2 separate regions of the Arachis hypogaea genome follow, and region 2 is linked to region 1. A link is a contact called in public Hi-C data. All regions are on one chromosome and are shown on one strand. Each heading gives the region's core, a stretch centred on a gene start, on an enhancer-like site or on the middle of the called end of the contact. The rest is flanking DNA. Distances are from core to core; before and after follow the strand shown. Region 1 holds the start of LOC112697377 (RGS1-HXK1-interacting protein 1). Region 2 overlaps LOC112697381 (E3 ubiquitin-protein ligase BRE1-like 1).

Region 1 (6,185 bases), core at 911-3,410:
AATAGCTGCTGGGAATAGGCCTCATGATGACTTTAACAAAGAGGGATGGAACAATGTGGTTGCCAAGTTTAATGGAAAAACTGGTCAAAATTATGATCATAGGCAATTGAAAAAGGAACTGGACAATCTAAAAAATGATTTTACTTTATGGACAAAGCTTGTTGAAAATCAAACTGGTTTAGGATGGGATCCTATTAAAAAAACTGTCAAAGCACCTCCCAAATTTTGGGAATCCAGAAAAAAGGTACATTTTTTATGCTATTGCTTTTAATTTAGTAATTTTAGTTGTTACTTTTCTATTATCTATTTACGTATTCTTGATCTCCTTTGGATTTTAGGAGAACCCTGCATTTCTAAAGTTTGAGCATCAAGGTCCTCCACACTTAGATAAGTTGGAGGCTTGCTTTGAAGATGCTAAAGGTACAAGTTATGTAGCTATATATGCAGATCCATCACCAAATGGGGTGGGGTTTTATGGTGAAGAGAATGAGGATAATCTTGAATTAAGGGCTTCCAATGAGGATGATGGGGACAGTGGTGATGATGTTGCTATTGAAGAAACTCATCATACACAGAATGTGCAGCATAGGGAATATAATGAGAATAATCCTGAATTAAGGGCCTCTGAGGAGGGTTTCAGTGATGTTGTTGATGTTGCTATTGAAGAAACTCATCATCATATGCATAATGTAGAGCCTAGGAAAGAGAATGAGAATAATCCCGAACTAAGGGCTTCCGATGAGGGTGTCAGTAGCGCTGATGTTCCCATTAGGGAAGAGAATGAGATTAATCCTGAATTAAGGGCTTTTGATGAGGGTGTCTCCGGCAGTGATGTTGCTATTGACAAAACTCATGATACGCATAATGTAGAACTTAGTGAAGAGAATGAGGATAATCCGGAATTAAGGGCTTCCCATGAAGGGGATGGTGATGTTGTTGGCATTGCTAATGTGGAGCCTCTTGGAGAGAATGAGGATAACCTTGAATTAAGGGCTTCTGATGAGGGTGTTGGGGATGGTGATGGTGTTGCTAATAAAGAAACTTATCATTCACATAATGCAGAGCCTGGTCCTTCAAATAGTGTTCCGAAGAAAAGGAAGAGACTGAGGAAAGCTAAGAAGCATTCTGGTAAAGCAGTTAAGGCAAAAGCAAATAATACTGCCACTGGTTTTGAATGTAATTTGGATTTGGATAGCTGTCTGACGTTACTTGGTAGTGTGCCTGGTCTCGAGAAAGGAAGTACTTTGTACTTCATTGCCTGCAGAGTTCTTACAAAGATTGTTAACAGGCAAACTTTTGTGCATTTGATGCGAGATGATCCTAAGTTGGCATTTGGTTGGCTCAACACTTTTACATTGGAGGACCTAAAGAATTTGACTGGCTGAACACAATGCCTTTTCTAGTTAGGATTTAAGGCTATGTATGTTTTGTTTGCTATTAGTGGTGTATTGACTTTGAGTTGGGCCATTGAAACTTCGATGGTTAACTTGGTAACGGTTTATTTTGTGATCGATTATGAGTGGTTTAGTTATTGTCAAAAATTGTGTTTATGAAACTCAGTTTATACTTTATATCCTCACTCTATGATATAACTAGTTGTGCATGATAGCTTAAATGCATAAATTTCTGACTTCGAAATAGACAAAAGACGTGGAAGCTTTGGAAGATGTATTGTAGAATCAACCTCAACCTATTTAGGTGATCAGGGTGCATGGTCATAAATCGTAGTAATCTATTACTATTTATATAAAAAATATAGACTCAAAGTCTTGCCACGTGAAAAAAGGAGCTGAGAATTTACCACATAAATTGTGATATACTTTTACGATATATATAGTTATATACAAACTTAAATAACATGATTTATATAATATTAAAATATGACATGTATAACTAGTTTTGATTTAGAAAATTCTAGTAATTTGATTATTTTATTTTATTTACATAAAAAGGTCTATTATAAAATGTGATTTGATTGTAAACATTAAAGAAGTAAGAATTTATATATTGTGGTTTTATATGAAGTTGATTATTAATAATTATTAGATAATATTAATAATTTAATTAAATATTTAAATTATTAATTTTATGTAAATGACAACTGTATTCGAATAAAATTTTTTGTAAATTATATATTCTCAACACAAAATGAAAAATAAGAAAAAAAAAGGGTGAAAATTGAAGACATGAAAAGTGAATGGATGGCTGAGCTTAGAATCCACAGGTCAATATTTGAAGAACGTAAATAGAAGAGGGGGGAAATGAGACAGTGGTCAGAGGGACACAAACGCAAGGAACAAAGATTCACTGCAAATGGCGACACCTCAGGAATCATCCAAAACCGACGCACCACCCCCTTCGCCTGGCACAAGTGGCTCCCTTCCCGCTTTCAATGAAACGACGCCGTTCGTCGACTACGTTGTTGGCCAAGCCCAGCTCTACCATGCCGCTCTCAACGACGCCATCGATTCTGCCATCGACGCTTCAAACTCCCGTTTCTCTCAAATCCGCTCAACTTCTTCCGCTCATTTTCAACAAACCTTGGTGAAAAATTATCTCCTCCATCCCCCTCTTTCGTTGGTTTACCAGATTATTTTATTTTCTTTGAAATTCAGGGGAAGATAGTGCATGACTGTGAAACAGTGGGAAATTTATTTTGTCACAACCGAATTCGATTTCACATGACACCTTCTGTTGGAATTATTATTATTATTATTATTATTATTATTATTATTATTATTATGGGTGAAACCATAGGAATGCTCCAATTGAAAGCAATCCTATTCAGGATTTGAGATCTTATAGGAGGCATAACTTTCCCGACACTGGTTTTTGCATACCGTGATAACCCTAGAGCACTGATTAAGGGAAATGAGTATCTGCCACTTCAACCGATCAAGTGTTGGTGTTGTGTTAGTTTGCTCGTTCGTTTAGTGTAGTTAGCTCTTCTGACAATGTGATGAATTTTTGTAGTTTGTAAATAATTGAACATTTGAACTAGGTCAGATATTTGTCTTAGTTTTATTCTGATGAAACTGATATCTTTTTGAATTTCTGTTGAATGTGGATTGTAGCTTGCTTTGGATGATGTCAAGGCTCAGTACAATGCTTATGAGGATCTTATGTTCGGAAAGATTAAAGGTTTGGAATTTTAGTTATGCACTGAGATTAGGCTTTTTTTGGTTTCCATTATGATAAGTTTCTAAATTTTACGCTTTTATTTGTTAATCTTCCATTGCAGAGGGTGTTCTTGTTGCTGCTTCACATCCAATGATTACATGTGGGACCACTGCTGTCTTGGGAGTTTTGGCATTTAAAAGTAAGATTCTGTGCTTGTTTTAATGAATGTGGTCTATTTTAGAGATTAGTTTTTTTGTACAAGCACTGGCATTAACACCTCATCGCCTATTTCATTTTCATACTTTAGAAGTTAAATTACAAAAATACTAAATGGTATGAACAACAATTCACAATATGAGATAGAAATTGACAAAAGGAATTGCTTATTTTGCGTTTTGGCTTGTTTCTATGTTTGGGCTGGCAGCAGTGTCCCTCTCTCACAACTTTGTATATGATCCTTTATTGGTTGATTATAACCTGCTTTATGACACAAGCCTGAAATGGTTTTTATAACTTATATTGCTGCTGATGTACTTATATTAAGATATTACTGTTAATTTTTAAAACCACAATCTTTTTCTTCTGGAATGGCGAGATGATCCTCCAATTGATTACCAACAACCAGTGTGTTGGTTGGCTGTTGCGGTTGAGAAACTGGAAGTTTCTTCAACCCTTATTTGCTTTGAGGATATGGTGGAGTAGCAAAGGTGGCCTCGAGAAGAGGCATGGGGAGGAAATAGTGTAACACCTTGGTGTCAAGAGTAATCAAGAATGAGCAAAATAGTAGAAGGGCATGCTATCACCCAATTTCCCAATGTGTTTGTATTATTTACCAAAAGAAAAAGTAATGAAGAAAAATAAAAATGGCAGACATTCCAGAGCCTGCTTTCTCAATTTTGGTTATTCCTCACCATCCAAAATGCCTAACCTCACTCTCAAAACCCTCCGCATATGCTAACTCTCCTCTCTCTCCTCTAACTGAATCCTCCTCAATTCTCACTCCCATAATAGAATTGCCAGACTGCAACTATGTTATAGCCACTGGTCCCACCTCACGCTTTTTCTCTTCTCATGGATATTTAAAGTATGCCATGGAAATCAGTAATGTGTTAAATTGTAATGGGATGTCAATGCAAATTTATCTTTCGCTATTAGTGCATAGAAGTTGATCTCTTCATTTCAATTTTTAAATGTTTTATTTGATATTTTATTCATCATATAGCATGTAATGTATACCTATATATATAAAGAAAATTGGAGTACTTGGTTTGGTCTCTTTGGTCTCCCACTCATATGCTTTGGTCTCTCTTATTTGGTCTTCTTCTTAAGAAGAAACAATTATTTCTTCTAGGATTTGATCTCAAGACCATTGGTTACGAGACTAAAGAACTTACCATCTTTAGTAATTTCACATTAATTATTTTTAAACCATAACTAAAAAAAGGTGGATTAATCCACTAGTGGTCATAATATAAGTTATACAGTTTATTGGTCTAAGATTATGGCCGACACATAAATCTTTGTTTCTTTGTTGAAGGATTAAGTTGTTGGTGTTATATGTATATCAGTTTCACTGCTGCATGTTTTTTTGGAGGCAATGCTATTGAATTTGTTCTATATTACTCAAAATGTTAGTCGATTAGGGGGAGTAATATTGTCTTAAAATTTGTTTGCCTTGTAGGGCCTCGACGATTCTTGTATTACAACACTTTGCGTCTTTTTGTCAGTGAAGAGGTTAGTATTTATCTGATTATAATTGATGAAGAGGATAAAAGTTGTAGGATTTTGAGTTCAATTTATATTTAATTATATACATGTAACCACAAGGATATTAACCGTTTTTTCTGCATATCTTATATTCTGTTAGAACCTTGTAAATACAAGATCAAATTTGTTGTCTTGTGATATGGAATCAAGGACAGAATACTACCATTCTAAGCACAAAAGTGGAGTAGAGGGGATTGAGGAAAATAGTTCAATTGGAATTTCCTTTATATAAGTTTTTTCTTTTCTTGAGTTGGATACCATTTAGGTAGAATAATAGAGAATTAGAAATTCAATATACAAATGCACAGCCTTAGAATATCACTATTAAAAGCAATCTCTTAGTTGAAATGTGCTTCAAACATTTATTGACTAGTCACCAACTATTTTATAAAACATTGTTGGAATTGTGAAGTTCATGAAATGTTTCATAACAATTAGCTGAATTAATGTTGGTGCTTGTTTGTGTATCCAGGCTTTGATTTCCAGAGCTAGTGCTCAATTGAAAGAATTGCGCCAATCAATTGATCTTCTAAAGGCTGAAGGAGAAAAGTTGGAGGTAAAAATGCTTCATATCAGTTATAATTGAGTAACTTTAAGCATCTTTTGCATTACATGTTGTGATATCTTGTGCTTCTATATGTATTAGATCTTTTTGGCTTCCTTTGTAATGTTTCTAATTATGCCCCTGCCTCTGAAAGACTAAAACATGTTGAGCTAAGGCTAGCGTTTGAAAGGGCAAATGGTTAAATAGAGCATTAAAGAATATTGGGGATCAATATTTGTAACCAACTCTCTTGAGTTGGCATGGGAAATGAGGTGGCTAGATCTATATAAGATGTGAGAGAGTGCTGAAGGGGGGTATCTCAGAAAATTGGAAAATAGAAATTTGGCTAGGAGAGTGCTAGGACCTTTTTGGTTTGTATTTACGTTTTTTGTTTTGATTTTCACTGTGAGGATTTTCTCAAGACACAGTAAACACAGGAACAAATATAGAAAACTGGATTTTATGAGCTCGTGTACTTTGTGATTTCATGTTTGGCTTTAAGATTTTGCAAAGGAAAAGGTGAAAATAAGAGATGAAAATAGAAAATAGGATTTTTCTTGTTTTCTATTTTTTCTTCATTGAATTATGTGAACAGAAAACATTGAAAATGATGATAAACAACAAAAATCAAATAGGCTCTTATTCTCTGTTCACTTTTCTCTTCACAAAATATTGAAAATAGAAAACGTTAAAAATGAAAACAGAAAAAGTTTTCTCAAACCAAACAAGTCTCTCAAAATCTTAACAAGGCCAC
Region 2 (5,466 bases), core at 1,162-3,661, 170 kb after region 1:
TTACCATCGGGTTTAGCAACGAAAAATCTCTTCCAACGGTAACCTTTTATGGCGACGAATTTCTCCTCCTTTTCGTTGAAAATTTCGACAGTAAATCTGCCGATACAAGTCGATGCTAAATCCGACGGTAATTCTAAAGGTACTCAACATTTTTCTTGTAGTGACATAAAAAATGCGAGTGTACAAAAATCTAACACGAAATCATATGTATTTTTACAAATAAACTACCATTTGTACCTATGAACTTTGTGAACGCTGACAAAAGTACCCATCAAATAAAAAAAAACTAACGTTGTACCCATATTATGGGTTTCGTGTGACAAAAATACCAAAATCCTAATTTTTGTTGAATTTTTAATAAAATTTCTAAATTACCCCTACCTATTATCTTCTCCCCCAAATTTCAAACTTTCACAACAACCCTCACCACCACCACCACCTTCCTTACTACTACCTCCCCTCCCCTCTCCACAAAATCTCATTTTCTTGTGGTCGGTTACGCACTCTGCTCCAATCTCTCCACCATCATCAACATGCTATCACCCAATTCAACTATCCCAACCTCTTAACCGCACTCCAGTACCTCACTTCCGCTCTCGGCATCTACCTTCTCGACAAATTAGGGTTCCTCCACCACGACCCCTTCACTGTCGACACCGCCAAGCGCTTCTTTTCCGCTACACTCGTCTTCTTCCTCTCGTCATCTTCACCAACACCAACCTCCTCCACCGCGTCGATGTCAACACCTTCATCGTCTTCCAATCTCTCACACCTCTCTTCGTCGCCCTTGTAGATACCGTCTTCTACCACTTGCCTTGCCCCTCCAAGTTCACATTTTTCTCCCGCGTTGTTATCCTCGCTGGCGCCGAGGTATGTTGCCATTGATTCCGCTTTTACCTTTACTATTTATTCTTAGGTTTTTACTTATCTTGTCATAATCACTACTGAGATGGTTTACGTCAAGCACATGATCATGAATCTAGGATTGAACTCTTGGAGTTTTGTTTTGTACAACAATTTATTCTCTTTCATGATTGCGCCCTTGTTCTGATTCTTTACCAGTGAGAATCTTGAGATTTTTAATGATTTGAGATCTGATTTTGGATTTTTGTTTGATCCCAGTGCTCTTATAATTCTAATTTGTTACTTATAGATCAGCTCACAACTACTGAGAGAAAACCTCCACAAAATAGGAATGATGGTGTTAAGGGGAGATGATGGTGGTGCTGGTGGTGTTGATGGTGAGTGGTGGCAGTGGAGAGGGAAAGGGGAGACGGTGGTAATAATCAGAAAAAGTGTTGGTGGGAAGAGGGTTGTGAAAGTTTGAAATTTAGGGAAGAAGATGGTAGGAGTAATTTAAAAATTTTATTAAAAAGTCAACAAAAAATTAAGGTTTGAGTATTTTTCTAATATGAAACCCATTTTTTTAGTACAATATTAGTTTCTTTATTTGATGGATATTTTTATCAATATTCATAAAATTTATAAGTACAGATAATAGTTTATTCTATTTTTATATATACACACACCTGTTGTGTTCTATACATTTTAAATATAAATCCCCTAATACGAACATATATTTTATGCCAAATTGCCAATAATTGTTTTGATAGTTTTTTTTCCCTCATACATAGCATGGTTGGAAACTACATCATTAAATAAAAAGAAGTGAAAGCTGATATTGTGCAAAAAAAATAAAAATCTTCATTATGCATTCATTCAAACAGAAATTTCATCACCCTTTTATATCATATTAATTTTTTACTTTTTATTTTAAAAATTCTTTATTTACTAATTCATTTAAAAAAAGAAAATAATTTTTGCTTATTATTTCATAATTTTATTGGCAATCTAACTTCACAAGTTCGGATTGTGAAATTAAGATAGAAACCAATTTCACGGTCACTATGAAAAATTGGTCATGACATTAATCAAACACATTAACACAATTTTCGCATTCGCTGCATGTCTTGGAAAGAAAGGCGTTAACGAAATTTCGCAGTCAGAAAAAGTGAAATAGAACAATATAAGGTGTCCCAATTTTGCGCGTAGTAACTGTGAAATAGCAAGAGATCAAGGAAAAAAAATGACTGTCCTACAAATACTAAATCCTAATTTCTAAATAATTCATTCGTTAATTCTAATGTATTCTCAAGCTCAAATTCTAGTGAACATATAGTCGTGTTTATCCAAATAAAACTATTATATGTAAAGATGATAGTGCATGTCTTGTATGCAATTATTCCATTATTATGCTTACTTGGTGGTTGTAATCTTTGATAAAGCTTAAAAGTTTTATTCTAATGTATATCGAAATAATTGGAATTAAACACACAAGTAGAATATCAATTTCTTCCATTGGATGACAGCTAGTGTCCGATATAAAAGAGCGTGATATCCAACAAGTAATAGAGCTTTATATTATTAAGTTTGTGGATATGGATGGTACTTCATCATTATCATGTTCAGTTCCACCAAGTTTTACCGTTGGGCCCATTTGTAGGACCAAAGAGTTCATTCCTTAAAATCCTAGCAAAACTCGTATGTTTCTAGAATTTCAAGAGACTCCAAGTAAGGCAAAGAGCGAGTCTAAACTATCTTCGATAATGACAGCACAAGGACACAAAGTTCAACCTAACCCAGCTTTATTCCTTCATCACGAATTATCTTACCACCACTGTCGCCACTCCCTAACCATTTTCAAGTTCCAAATACTACTCGATATTCGACCTTAATGCTCTCTATGCAAGAGAACCCGATGCCTTTTGGGCCAGGAGTCCTCAGGTCATCGGTGTTCTTCTTAGTCTCGAGCTAAGCCAAGAAGAAAAATTTTAGGGTGATTTTTTTATCTGCAACACATTGAATTCCTGTTAAATCAGTAATGAAGGCCGAAACCATAATAACTAAATACATGGTTTTTCACCATGAAAAAAAATACGAAGAAACAATTAACCAGAACGGACTCGATGTACCCGTGAGCACCAAGTTCACATCCAAACATTCTGTTTTTGGATATACATATCAAGTGACGCCCCCACAGAGACCATTGCTCCAATTGGCAGAACCGAAGCTTCAACAATACAACACATAAGAAACAAGACTCTATACAATTTATAGAATCAAGTTATGATAACTATACAGACCGAGCAAAAATCGTTTGGCATAGCATTACCCATTACAAGGATTACAGGCTATCAAAAAGGGAATTGAACGACAAATTATACAATCAAATCAAACGTATATACAAAAGCATCCCAAGACAAAATTTGTGTTTCTAGCAATCAAACTACAGATGTCAGAATATCTTCTCTCTAGAGTCAACTTCCAAGGCAATTTGCCATGTTTCAGGAATACAACAGTTCGAATTATTAATCGCACAGCGAAGGCCAACCTTGATGACCTCTCCAAATCGCATCGGAAGATGTATTATGATAAATCTGCATGGAACAATTATCACTTTTCCTATGGCTCCAAGTTCTTTATACTAAACTCTAAATCTAAATATTCCAGATTCAACAAAGTACAGATGGTACCAAGAAAAAGTACCAGCAAAAAGAATCCGTTTTGATCTAAATCAAAACCGGACAGGAACTCAGTATTCCCTGCCAAAGTTCCTTATCAACTGTTGAGTATTCATACCCCATTTCTTTTTTACCAGAAAATTCAAAAGAAAACTATGGTCTGGCCGCCAACCCACAGGAGAGAACTCCAAGTTTCCAGTCACAAGTAAACAGGCTTAACATCATTAGCCCCAAAGCTTGTGCTACACTGTGGACATTTGCGGTGTCGACTCCCAGATACTTTCTGGATACATGTACCGCAAAACAAGTGGTAGCATTTTGTAATTACCACCTGACAAAAAAAAAAGGAAAAAGAAAGACAAGTTTAGTAAAACACAAACCAAAATACAAAAAACTAATGTGTATTCAATAATTACTAGAGGAAATTCTAGTGTTTTTTAACTCCAAGAGTTCATATAATTCTCCCCTCTTCCTTTTGTAGCTAACTACTAACAATTTACCCCACATAATATCCCACCTTGTCCTTAAGGTCACATGTACCTACTATTAGTGGGCTGCTAATAAATTTTAGCAGCTGCTATCGTTTTCATGTCCATGTTGTACACATTAAATAACCCATTGACATCCCAAAAATCCTAAAACCTTTGTTCCTTTCAACATAGATAGACAAAAATTATTTAAATACTCTCGTACAAAATAAAGCTCCCATCCTCGAATATAAAGCCAAGGAGCGTCAAAGATGACTTCAAGTATTTACCAGCTATAATAGGAGACTATTCTATCCAGCATGTTTACAAATTTTACCCAACATAATAGCTCACAATCCATTCAGAAAGAGGAAGAAAATCATGTACCTCTTTTGTTCGGTCTTGGCAGATACTGCATTTAACAATTTCCCGGTACTCTGCCAGTTCCTCTTGGAGTCTTTCAATCACCGAGCATCCTTCATTCTGTGCTTTAAGGCGCGAAAGCTTTCTCCTAGAAACCTCCAGCTCCTCCTCTATTCTTTTCTTGGAAAATCTAGAACAAGAATGAAATGGTGTATAGAAAGAGAAATTAATTAAAGCATTCCAATCAATCTGTCTAAAGCATACAAATACCGAAATATTTACATTATGAAATACCTTTCTTTCTCAAGTTCAACATGTAACTCCATACAAGTAACTCGACTACTACCAGATTTAGATTGCACCTCTGTAACTGTATCCTTAACCTGTTGAGATGATCTTCTAACATCCAACAGCCTTCTATGAGTGTTTTCCAAAGTGACAGAACTTTGCATCTTATCCTCTATTAGTCTTTGAATTTGATCTGAACAAAATTTCAACTGCATAGGAACTAATAAGACATCAACTCTAAATTCATATCTGAAATGCAGTTTATATCAAGATCTATGTACCTGGTCCTCAATTCTCGCAGCTTTTGAATCATATAAATTTCGGGTTACATTTGCTTGCTGGATCTCGTGTTGCATTACCCGCTTTTCCATGACCAAAGAATCTTGCTTTTGTCTTGCCCTTACACCTTCTAAAACAAGCTGCACCATAACAATATTAGCAGGCACCCAATGCAAGCCATGATTTCTTCATATATGCACTTACTCATATTAAGATAGAATAATAAAAGAGAAGATATCTAAACATTTTAATATTTTAAAACTGAAAGGAAAAACATGAGGGGGAGAGAAGTTAAGTTATGCTATGTGCATTGATATGAATACAGATGTCGGTTTGCTATTTTATTCGCAAACGTTGAATATATACTAACTAGTAGGACAAAATGGGTAAGATAGTGAACGATTTACAATGACTAGGACATCATCTTTCAATTTAGAAAGTATTGGCAAACGAAATTTACCATGTATTAATTAATCTGTGACTGACAAGTTTTTTAATAGACAACATATTGAAGAAGTTTGTTCTGAACCTACAGATTTAAAGATTTA

What was found. Hi-C and Micro-C count contacts between places; a contact is called where the count stands out from the background.
Region 2: a contact with region 1 is called in a Hi-C map of leaf, with 2.5 times the contacts expected there. The contact joins the enhancer-like site here to the promoter of LOC112697377 in region 1. A contact is called at or near these places in 4 of 8 Hi-C or Micro-C datasets (leaf and an unstated tissue).

The regions. Positions count from the first base shown.
Region 1 is chr6:106,246,079-106,252,263 of arahy.Tifrunner.gnm2.J5K5, forward strand. It overlaps LOC112697377 (RGS1-HXK1-interacting protein 1), which reads left to right and starts at 2,161. Exons shown (of 9, transcript XM_025750518.3): 1 at 2,161-2,544; 2 at 3,075-3,141; 3 at 3,242-3,319; 4 at 4,802-4,854; 5 at 5,360-5,443. The coding sequence starts at 2,314. LOC112697376 reads left to right here. Exons shown (of 16, transcript XM_025750517.3): 15 at 1-244; 16 at 339-1,571. The coding sequence ends at 1,385.
Region 2 is chr6:106,420,445-106,425,910 of arahy.Tifrunner.gnm2.J5K5, forward strand. It overlaps LOC112697381 (E3 ubiquitin-protein ligase BRE1-like 1), which reads right to left. Exons shown (of 19, transcript XR_011862628.1): 16 at 4,921-5,058; 17 at 4,646-4,859; 18 at 4,376-4,541; 19 at 3,089-3,852. It also overlaps the pseudogene LOC112805877. Among protein-coding and RNA genes, the nearest start is that of LOC112697381, 20 kb to the right of the region's middle. Within about 2 kb of position 2,412, at least 2 of the 3 cell types and tissues checked have open chromatin away from gene starts, as enhancers often do.